Linked DNA regions of Sus scrofa: region 2 is linked to region 1. Evidence: chromatin contacts called from public Hi-C data. All regions are on one chromosome and are shown on one strand. Each heading gives the region's core, a stretch centred on a gene start, on an enhancer-like site or on the middle of the called end of the contact. The rest is flanking DNA. Distances are from core to core; before and after follow the strand shown. Region 1 holds the start of IRX1 (iroquois-class homeodomain protein IRX-1). Region 2 holds the start of IRX4 (iroquois-class homeodomain protein IRX-4).

Region 1 (5,300 bases), core at 966-3,465:
CTCCCAGGCTGTGATGGCGACAGCCTGATGGGCGTCAGCCTGGGCTGGTGCATGTGGGGAGTGGGAAAGGGATGTTTAGCTGTGTGGCTGAATCTTCACACAGTTTCTCTGGGTTTGCATTCCACCTGGCTCTCCAGGTCGCACAAGAGGGCTTATCTCACCTGTATTTACAGGTCACCCTGAAAGGTGACACTGGAGTTTGCTAAGCTGGACAGTGGTGGGATAGGCCCATTGGCTTGCTTTGGGTGTGGGGGAGAGGGCGGTGGGTGGCAGGAGCAGGAGGAAGCTGTGGTTAGGGGACCCCCCCCCCAGGCAGGCATGCCTCCCTCTGCTCCCCCCTCCCCCCAGCTATCAAAGTAGGAAAGGGGCCCAGGCGGTAGCAGCAGGAAGTTTCTGGAGTGAGCGGTGGTTAGTGGGGTAGCAGGTGGAGAAGAAGGGAGACAGCATGAACGTGAAGAAAACCCGACTCTGAGCACAGAAAATAAAGCCTGATTACACAGCTGGTAATTAGTAATTACTATTATGGGCCTTATTGCTGCTAATTACAGGCGGTGGCTCTGTGGATGTCCTCAGGCCCCCCAATGGGGAAACAGGATCCTTCCTGAGGCTGCAGGAGTCCCTGGGCCAGAAGGTGGGGCACCTGGAGAGGGAACCAGAGAATGGTGTTCGGGTAGGTGCCCAGGGAGCAGGTGGCCCAGGTCACCGGCAGCGCAGCACGTGGGGACCTGCTTCGGTTCTGTTGTCCCAAATGGGCCCAAACCAAGGCCGACACCCACGTCCGTGGATGACATTTTTGTAGGTTTCTGCGAGCCCGGAGCACAGCACCAGGGAGTACCTGCTTGCCTCTGGTTGCCGCTTAGGAGCTGGGGCGCGCAAAGTGACCTCAGGGAGCCGAGGCAGGTACCGCGGGCGCGTTCCTCGCCGGTCTCCAGGACCAAGCCAGCGAGCGCAGCTCAGAAGCAACCCGGCCGAGCGGTCCAGGGCTTGGGGAGGCGAGGAGGACCGTGCCCTCGGCGTCTGCGCCCCAGCCCCGCCAGACCTCGGGCGACCGGAGCCTCCCAGAGCCCGCGCATCGCGGCCGGGCCGTTGGCTCTTCCCGCACAGGATAGGAGCGGAGAGGGAGCGAGAAGAGGGATGCCCTGTCCCCGGCCTGGTCGCGGCGCGGCTGGGAACTGGCGCACTCCACCCAAGTTTACTTCCTGTGTTTGCACACCTAGTGGACAAGCGAGGGGTGTCCCGGACACGCAGCCTTCTCCCATCTCCGGGTGGGGGCGGGTTATTTCCCTCCCGCCGCAACGATGCTTTCTCCGCAAAGAAAAGATCCCCTCACGCCCAAGAACCGGCCATCAGCTTTCCCCGGGCAAGGGGCTTCCCAGCTGGGCTTGCCCTTTCTTAAAGTTTTCAGCTGGAAAAGCTCGCAGTGCTCCTTCTCCAAGTGCAGCGAGGACCGTCACTGCCGGGTGGCCTGTGAGGTCCTAGCGGGGGTCCCAGGGACGCCATGCCCGCGTCAGGTGTCCCGCCACGCCGGCTTCGTGGCACTTCTGCCAGAGACGTCCCCGGAAGGCCAAGGCAGCACCGATCTCAGAGGAGAGGCCGCTCGCTCCCCGCCGGCTGTCACCGCGCTCGGGCCAGCCCCTTCCCCGCCGTCCCCAGCGCAGAAGAGCCGGCGCCGAGGTGTTTTTGTGAGAGCGCAGGCACACCTCCGCTGCGAAACAGCAAACCCCGGTGTCCGACAGCTATAAGCCGGCGTCGACGGGCTGTCAGACAGCCGTGGGGACCGATCGGGACGGAGCCCGCGGCCGCCGGGCCCGCACTCTAAGCCCGGCCGCTCGAGCGGCCACCGCGGGCGGAGATGGCCCGGCCGGCGCGGGGCACCACGTGCTCGCCGGGAGGGGCGGGAGCGGCCGGCGAGGGCGGGCGGGAGGCGAGGAGGGGGCGGAGGGGAGCCGGGGGCGGGGCCAGCGCTCAAGGGGATGCCAATCAAAGCATCAACTTCAAATTGTGTCTGAAAGCCCCGCCGCCGAGCGGAGGGCGGCCGCCGCAGTCGGCGCGCGATCGCGGATCCGGGCGCAGCCGGGAGCCGGGCGCCAGCGAGCACCGGGCCGAGAAGCAGCCACCGGCCCCCGCCTCCGGGCCGGCCCGAGCGCGCCCGGCCGGCCGGCCGGCCGCCCCCTCCCCCCCGCCGCGCCCCCCCCCCCCCCGCCTCGGCCTCCCCCCACCCCCGCCCCTTTAAGAGTCGCCCGCCGCCGCCGCCGAGTCCGCGGACATGTCCTTCCCGCAGCTGGGCTACCCGCAGTACCTGAGCGCCGCGGGGCCCGGCGCCTACGGCGGCGAGCGCCCGGGGGTGCTGGCCGCGGCGGCCGCCGCCGCTGCCGCCGCCTCGTCGGGCCGGCCCGGGGCGGCGGAGCTGGGCGCGGGCGCGGGCGCGGCCGCCGTCACCTCGGTGCTGGGCATGTACGCGGCGGCCGGACCGTACGCGGGCGCGCCCAACTACAGCGCCTTCCTGCCCTACGCCGCCGACCTCAGCCTCTTCTCGCAGATGGTGAGTGCGCCCGGCCTGCTCGGCGGCGCCCGGGGCCGCGGTAGCCGGGGCGGCGCGGCGCGCGGAGGGGCCGGCGGGCGGGCGGGCGGGCGGAGCTGGCCCGGGCGGGGAGCCGCAGCGGCCCTGCCGGCGGGTCCGAGGCGGCGGGGGCCGCAGGAGCGGGGCGAGGCCGGCCGGGAACGGCCCCGCGATCGGCCGGGGCCGCGGGGAGGTGAGAGGCCTGGGCCACGCAGCGGGGGCGGCGCGCGGGGGGGGGGTCCTCCGAGAGAGGCCGGAGGCCACGGGAGCAGGCCCGGGGTGTGCGGCCCGCGCTGGGGGCCGGGGCCAAAGTCGCCCCTGGCTGGCAGCTCGGTGGCGGCGGCGGGGTCCGCGGCCCGGGTTCCAGCGCGGCGGCTCGGCCCGGTTTACCCGGACGCCCCTTCCCGGGCCGCGGGCCCACGCAGGAGCGCGCGACCTTTGGGGCTCTGGGACTGGGCCGGGGAGACTCGATTTTCTCCCTCTTTGGCAGAGGCTCTTGCAGTTGTATCCGAGTTTGCCAGAGGGAACCCTGTAGAGCCTCGCAGAGTCGGTCAAAATAAGCCGAACAATGGAGACGGGATGGGGCCGAGGGCTCTTAATGGCCTGAGTGCAAATGTGAAATTAAGCAAACAAACAAAAAAATAAGTGGAAATCATTTTTGGCGTCTGAAAGGATGTTGCCTTTGAGTTTGCTAAGTTGCCAAAGTTTTCATTTGCACCGAGAGAAAAGTACTTTTCTTCCTGCGTTACATAATGGAGGATTAGAGAGAACAGCGCCCTGGGCTTTAAAGAAATGCCGTCCTCTTAGCCTCCTGTCCCGGTGGGTGTCAGATGGGAGTGGGGTTTGCAGATTTAATGCTCCGCGGGGCCGCTGGCCAGTCTGTCGTTCCAGAGGATCCATTTTCCTAGGTCTGACTGCGAAGTCCGGCTTCAACTTTGGGCTGCTGGGAACCGCGCGCCGGTCGAGGAGGTCGGGCAGGCAGCCCCCTCCTGCCCTGCTGCCAGCGGGATCATGCAAATTTCAGGCACCCCCCGAGTCTCCCACTCCCCGAGGAAGAGACAGGAAATAAGTCCCCGACTCCTGTGTGCGAGCGAAGCGGACACTGCGTTTTCCTGTAACTTTTCTTATAGTTTTGAAAGGAGAGCCTGTTTCTCTGAAAGCGGCCCCAGCTGCCTTTCAGACCGGTTGCTATCGAAAGAGATCAGCTCCCATTTTGTTCTGGCGGCGGGATGCAGGGGAAGCCATGAGAGATTTACAAGGTATCCTTTCAAAAAGAATTCCCAGCAGAGAGGAGGCCGAAAAGTGTCCTGCTTACAGTCACAACCGAAATGGTTAGAAAATCCGCAAGGTCTGTTTTGCAAAAATCAGGCAAAAACGAAATCTGGCCAGAAACTCGTTGTCTCCGTGGCCTCGACCACCCAGCTAACGAGCCAAAGAAATCTTGTGCTTTTTGCAACTTTCTCAGAGTCCTGGGTCCCTCTCTGCTAACACAACAACTCGACAAATTTTATATGGAGGATTAGACTTTTTTCCAGAAATTCTGAATACAGATGTGTGCCATTTGGGAAACTCTCCTGTGTTTGGGGGGGTAGGGAGGGAGCTGTAGGGTGAGCTTCTGCTCCTGGTCTAACGTGGCTGGCTGGGAGGGGAGGTGCTCCTTGTATTTACCAAGAAGAAAGTACAGAGAAATCCACCCCCACCCCAAAGACAGTGAGCGTGTGTATTTCAGGGCCTCCTACCCCTTCTTGGAAAGGAAGCCCAAACCCAACCCCACCTTCTAGGCCCAGCTTTCCAAGCCCTCGCGGTTGGGGATTTGGAAGTCAAAAGATAAAATTGTGAGTGAATGTCTGTCTGGGCAATTTATGGTAATAATGAGGCCTAATGAGGTTGTTAGAAAGATAAAATGTTATTTACCAAAAAACCTGATGGGATAATTTGACTTGCTGTGTTTTACTACCGATGATAAAAAGAATATTGATTGCAAATAAATCACGGCCTCTAAATGCCTGCAAACAGTTTGTGCCTGCTCGCTCCTGATCAAAGTCAAACTTGAGAGATAAAGTCAGCGAGGGGAGGCCTAGGAAATGGTTCTGCTCCCTGCAGCCAGCGCGCCGGGGCCCCGTGTTAATGTTTTACCGGATAAACCTCCTTTTGTATTAAAAAAACAAATGGTGTTTTCGTTATTGTTGTTGCTGATGGCCGGGATTAAAATTTTAAATTACTTGTCACCCACTGTAGCCCTTTAAGTGCGGGCGAACCATTATATGCAGATTAATTTGGGAGCCCAAAGGAGTGTGCTTTCATTTTAAATTGCTGGCGGATTTGGACTCGGAGAAAACCCGGGATGGTTTATTTTGTTTGACCCCCTCAGGGTCGAAGGGAGGGGGCCTGGGCTCTCGGTTCCCTAGGTTTGGAGAAACTGTTTTATCAGCCTCGTTAAAAGGTCTTCCCCTCTGGAGAGTGTGAGATACACTGGGAACTTCGGGCTTCTGGAGTTGTTTTGGAAGGTGGGGGTGGCGGCGCTGAGGTCGGCCTAGGGAGGTTCCAAGGGGGGCCTCGGGTCCCGCCGAGGTGTTGTAGAGAAGGACGGATTCTGGAACTTTCCTGAGTGACAAAGGGCTCTCTGCGATCGGTGGAAGCGCAGTCCGGAGGTGGCTTGTGGTCGGACCCCCTCTTCCTCCCAGGGACGTGCGGCAGGGCCAGCCTTGCAGCCCCGGAGCAGGCGGGAGTGACTGCCCAG
Region 2 (5,300 bases), core at 1,299-3,798, 1.2 Mb before region 1:
CCAGGCAGGCACTGCCCTTTAATGTTCATCTCTGATGAAGCCGACATGGAGCCCAGGCTCCTTTCGGGGACAGAGGTCTGGGGTGCAGCGCCGAGCAAGGCCCAGCCAGGTCCCTGTCACTCTGCACAGACACGCACCCATCCCAGTTCCTTTATCTGGCCTCTCGCCTGCTGTTTTGACCCTCGAACCAGGGAAGCATATCTTGGAGATGCGAACCCAACTACCCCGGACAGAAATGGTCATTAGGGCCCCTGGGGAGAGCGTGCCCAGAGAGCCTACCTGGGCTTTGTGCAGATAACTTTTTCTGTCGCCCCACGGAAGATGGGGCACGCCATTGCCCCCCGCCCCGGAAGGACGGGGAGGTGGGCCCAGACACACTGAAAGGGCCACACTTGTTAGGGTGCAGGGCAGCAAGACAAGAGTCCCCCGAAAACCACGTTGGAGGGAGGGCTTGGGAGTGGGGACAGGTAGCCTGGGGGTTGGAAAGGGGAGGGGGGGGACGTATTTAGTCTGTATTTAGGAGGCGGGGCTGGGCCTAAACCAAGGTCAGTCGGACCAGAGGACTGCCCCTCCTCCGGGTGCTCGACCTTTGTGGGGGGGCATGGCGCTGGTGGGGGCAGAGGTTGGTGGTCCCTAAGGGGGCAGTGAGAGGGGCCAGGGTCCCTCACCTGTCGTAGGGGTACTGGCCCAGCGCTGGCTCGTAGGGGTAGTAGGCGGCGGCGGCAGCCGGAGCGAGGCCCGCATGCGCAGACCCAGGGGCGTCCTTGGAGTCGAAGCTGTTCTGTGGGAGCCGGTGAGCCTGGGGTCACAGCTTCCTGGAAGCGACCCAACGCCAGCCCCTTCCCTAGGACCCAGCTCCTGCTTGCTTGCGGCAGACTCCTGGGCCAGCCCCCATCCCGCCTCCCCCAGCTAAGGAGCCCCAAGACTAGGAGTGAGGAGGAGGAGGAGCAGTTAGGGGCCATCTGGGGAATGAGCGATGGGAGAATGTTGAGGGAGGGAGGGAGGGACGGACGGACGGACTGGGGGGCAGCGGAGGAGGGACAGGGAAGGGGACAGAAGGGGAGAAGTGGGGAGGTGCCAGGAGGAGGAGAGGAAGGGGGAGGCCCGGAGGCGTGAGGGGGAGGGAAGCTAGTGGGGTGGGGGGAGGCCCGTGTGAGCTCCCACAGAACCGGGCATCCGACCAGAACTTAGCAGAGAGCAGAAAACAAATCCCTCCTACCAGGACACCCAACCCTGGCCCTGGTGGAGTCTGAAGGACCAGGCTCAGAGGTGCTGAGTCCGAGGGAGCCAAGGCCTGCTTCTCCAGTCCCCAAAGCCCGGGATCCGGGACTCGCCCCTTGCCTCCAGAGTTCGGGGAAAGCGAGTTTGGCGCACCGAGGTTGGGGGCCTGGCGTGGCAGGGAGGCGTTTGTGATCCGCTCCCTCCCTTACCAGCGAGTAGAAGGCAGACGCCTCGGATCCGTAGGTCACGTAGTTGCTGTAGCCCTGCGAGCTGCCATAGGGGCTCCCGTAGACGCCCAGCGCCGCGGCTGAGTTGAGCTCGTGGCGCGCGGTGGCCAGCAGCCGGCTCTCGTAGACCGGGCAGTAGACGGGCGCCTGGGCCGAGGCAGCCGTCCCCGAGTCGGCCAGCGTGCGGGCCCCCGATTCGCAGCACGTGCTCAGGGAGTTGGTGGTCATCAAGAACTGCGGGAGAGAGAGGAGCCGCGAGGAAGGGCGGGAGCCGGGCCTCCGTCCGCCCGCGCGCCGCCGGGAGCGGGAGCGCGCACCCCAGGCCCCCGGAGCTACCGCCATCCACGGCGGGCCGCGCATTCCTTTCCGCGGCGAGCTTTTGCGCCTGGCCTCCCCTGGCCACGTGGGGCCCAGCCCGTCCTGGTCCGGAGTGGTCACACCCTCCCGGGAGGTTTCCAAGGCCGCGCAGGGAGCGCGTCCTCCTGTGCCACATCTCCCTTGGTCCCGCGGGGGCTCCCCGGGGCGTAGCCTCAGACAGAGCCCGTAGGGGGTGGAGGACAAACATAACGGGAAAGGTTGGCCCTGCCCGTCGGATTGCCTCAGCGCCTCTGCCCTCCCCGGGGTGGGGCGCGAGGGGTGCGTGGCACGGGGCCTGGGCGCTGGGAAGCGACTGCGGGCTGCTGGACGGCTTTCCAGCGGCCCCGCGGGGCCCTCTTACCTGGGGTGCGGAGGAGTAGGGGTACCCAAACTGCGGGTAGGACATGGCGGGCGCGGCCCGGGGCCGGCAGGCAGGGCCGGCGGGGTCCTGCGCGAGGGGCCCGGCGGGCCGCGGCCACTGCTCCGGGGCCACCGGCTTCTAGGCGCTGGGAGGGCGAAGCAGAAGAGCAGGTTATTTCGGCCGCCTGCTCCGCGAACTTTTCTAACTGAGTAGGAAAGTGAGGCTCGGCTTTAGCTTCGCGCGCCGGAGCTTGGAGGGGGCTCTGGGACCGCCCGGCCTCGAAGCAGGGACACAAATACATATTTTGCCAAAAAGAAAAGAAAAAGGAGACGCGCGAATCCGTCAAGTCAGCGGTGCGCGGCTTTAAGCGGCGGAGGCTCTGACGTCAGCCCCACGCCGCGCAGCCGGCCGGGCCGCAGACGCGTGGGTCACTCGGCCGCGGCCGCGGCCGGGCGGGGCGGGGACAGGCGGGCCGCGCCGCCCGGGGCGGAGGGCGCGCGGCTGGAACAAATGGATTTCATCCGGGGAGTCAATACCGCCCCGACGAACGGTGCTTCTCCTTCGTCACCGAGGACGGGAGGCACTTTTAATTAGAAATTAATTAATGAGCAGCTGCTCCTTCCCGCCCCACTGTAATCATTAGTCTCAATTACAAATGAGACGTATGAGGGGGACACGAGTGAGTCTTCGCTGCAGATGTGATCAACAGTTCAAATGAGCCCCGCGCGGGCGCCCGGGCCAGGCTTCCGCTCTCCGCGCGCCCCGCCAGCGGGAAGGCAGGCAGCTCCGCCGGCCGGCGCGGCGGCCGAAGGCGGCGCGGGCCCGGCTATTGTTTAACCGGAGCCGCAAGGCCTCCAGCCAGTTCGAGCCCTCCGCCGGCCATGGAGCGGCCGCCAGCGCGTCCGCATGTGGGGGTCAGAGCGCCCTGAGAGTGGGGGCCTGGGCCTTCCCCTGGGCCCAGCGCCCCAGGGCTCAGGGGAACCGCAGGCCTGGCCTCTCTCGGCCGCCGCGTCTGCGAGTTCCAGCCCGGCGCCCCGGCCCTCGCTGGGCTCCCCCATCCGCCTCCGCGGGCCGCCCTCCCTCGGCTCCCCCTGCCCCTCGCGGCTAAAGCGGGGACTGCCGGACAGGCCAGCGCGCTGGGACCGGCGGGCTTCCCGACTCCGCTCGGGGCCCCTCCCGCCGCGCGCCTCCTCCCGGCGACCTTCAGGGCTGGGAACCCGCGGAGGAGGCGCTGGGCCGGGACGCCCTTCCCAGCCCAGGGCGCGGGGAGCGGTCTGGGGAGCGGTCGAGGGCCCGCCCCAGCCCTCCGCAGCCAGTCCCGGCCCTGGGACCGTGCCCGAGGGCACAGCGGAGGCTGGCGCGCAGGCGGTAGGGCGGCGCCGGGGCCACCCCGAGCCCGCTCCCCGCCTTTTGCGCCGCCCGCCCTGCGGGGGCCCGGGCTCGCCCCGGCTGCTCTGGCCCGGCCGGGCCTCCCGCTCGCTCGGCGGCGGGGAGGGAGCCGTGCACGGCGGCGCTGTGCAGACTTGCTGGGAGAGAATCCTGGGTTCAGACCTGCGAATCGCCCCGGGGTCACCCTCTAATTAATGGTGACGTTCTCGCCCTCTCCCAGCTGCAAAGCTGCCTCCCAGAAACGAAATCTGCCGGCTCTGACAGCTCGGTTGAAGGTGATTGATGACTATCTGGAGACCACGGTACCATCATATAATATCTGCTGCGTAATTGCTTTAATTTACAGATGAAAATACGAGTTCTCCGATCGCGTTGGACCGCAGCCGGCCACGTCCGAGCTGCTTGCAAAGGAAAATCATCGGAAATAATGAATAGCCGCTCCATGCAAATTATTCAGACAGTTTAGCGTCTGTAGCCGGGAGAGATATATAAAGAACACGAGTCAAATGACGTTAATAATTGTTTTTGAATTCTGTATTGATTTCGTGGCGGCCGTGTTTCTTTCTTTCTCACCTGAATTGCTAATATCACCTTCCTGTAAATAATCAGAAACTAGCCACCGGGGCTTCGCGGGCAGAAATGAATCTCTCAATCTCTCTCCCCGGCCGCCTCTGCGCGTCCCCTCCCCCACGCTCCCGCCTCCCCTCTCCTTCCAGTTTCCCGGCTTCTTCGGCGGCGGCTCCAGCTCAACGTCCTCCTACTTCCCATCATTTATTGTTTACAAACAACTCACTCTCTCCCACAATGAGGCCAGAGGGGAGGGAGGCGCCCGAGCCCCGGGTGGCGGAGGGCTCAGGGAGCCGCAATCTCCGCCGCAGGTCGTCGGCGGATTCAGCATCCTGTCCTCACTCCTTCCAGGGGCTGTGGCCCCAGTGATTGTGAGCGCTCAGCCAAGGAGGAAGCCACCGCCCCAGGTCCCAGCGGCCAGCGCCTGGGGCTACGGCTGGCTGGAAGCGCTCGACTGGCCCAGGCCTGCATTTCCTTCCATTTCCTTCCCTGGAGACTCAGCCGGCAGCGCTCAGGGAATGGCACCCCTGGACACGCAACCATTCATCTTCTGAGCGGACAGGCTCACCCTCAGAGAGGGGTGGGCACAACTGGCCGAGGAGGCCTCTGGGGGAGGGGTTTCAGGGGCTCCTGTGACCACCGCTGCTACGCTCTCCTGCTTTCCTCTCTAGCCTGAAGTCGGAGTAGCCTGCCTGTCCCCGCCCGTCCGCCCACCCGCCCGCCTGCCTGCCTGCCCGCCTGCCCGCCGGGTTCTCAAGGGCCGGCTCCTTCCCAGATCCCGAAATCCCGCTCACCCGCTGCACTTTGCCAGGCCGCTGTGCATTCATTTCCTGCTCACCCCAGGCCCACGCTGCCCGGTGAGCAGCCGGCCCAGCCACCCACCCTGTTTGGGGAAGCTTGGGGCTGCTGTAGCAAGCTGGGACACCCTGCCCCCTGTGGACGACCTGTGCCTTGGCCGACCCCTCTCCCGAACCTGGGAACTTGCTGGGCTCTCCTTGTCCGGCAGGCACTAGGGTCTAACTATCAGGCCCAGCCAGGCACGTGTTCCCTCCAGGAAGAGACCCACGAGGGTGTCAGGAACTCAGGCCGCAGCAGCTGAGCTGCCTGCACAGATTGGCTTCCTGAACAGCGGCCCTTGAGGGACCCCGGTTCTAAACACACCTGTGGGCAGGACCCAC

Evidence for each region. Hi-C and Micro-C count contacts between places; a contact is called where the count stands out from the background.
Region 2: a Hi-C map of epiblast stem cells shows a contact between it and region 1, with 6 times the contacts expected there. The contact joins the promoter of IRX4 here to the promoter of IRX1 in region 1. A contact is called at or near these places in 2 of 47 Hi-C or Micro-C datasets (embryonic fibroblasts and epiblast stem cells).

The regions. Positions count from the first base shown.
Region 1 is chr16:77,698,004-77,703,303 of Sscrofa11.1, reverse strand. IRX1 (iroquois-class homeodomain protein IRX-1) reads left to right here and starts at 2,215. Exons shown (of 5, transcript XM_021076840.1): 1 at 2,215-2,542. The coding sequence starts at 2,267.
Region 2 is chr16:78,937,281-78,942,580 of Sscrofa11.1, reverse strand. It overlaps IRX4 (iroquois-class homeodomain protein IRX-4), which reads right to left and starts at 2,548. Exons shown (of 5, transcript XM_003134165.4): 1 at 2,167-2,548; 2 at 1,431-1,682; 3 at 669-781. The coding sequence starts at 2,211.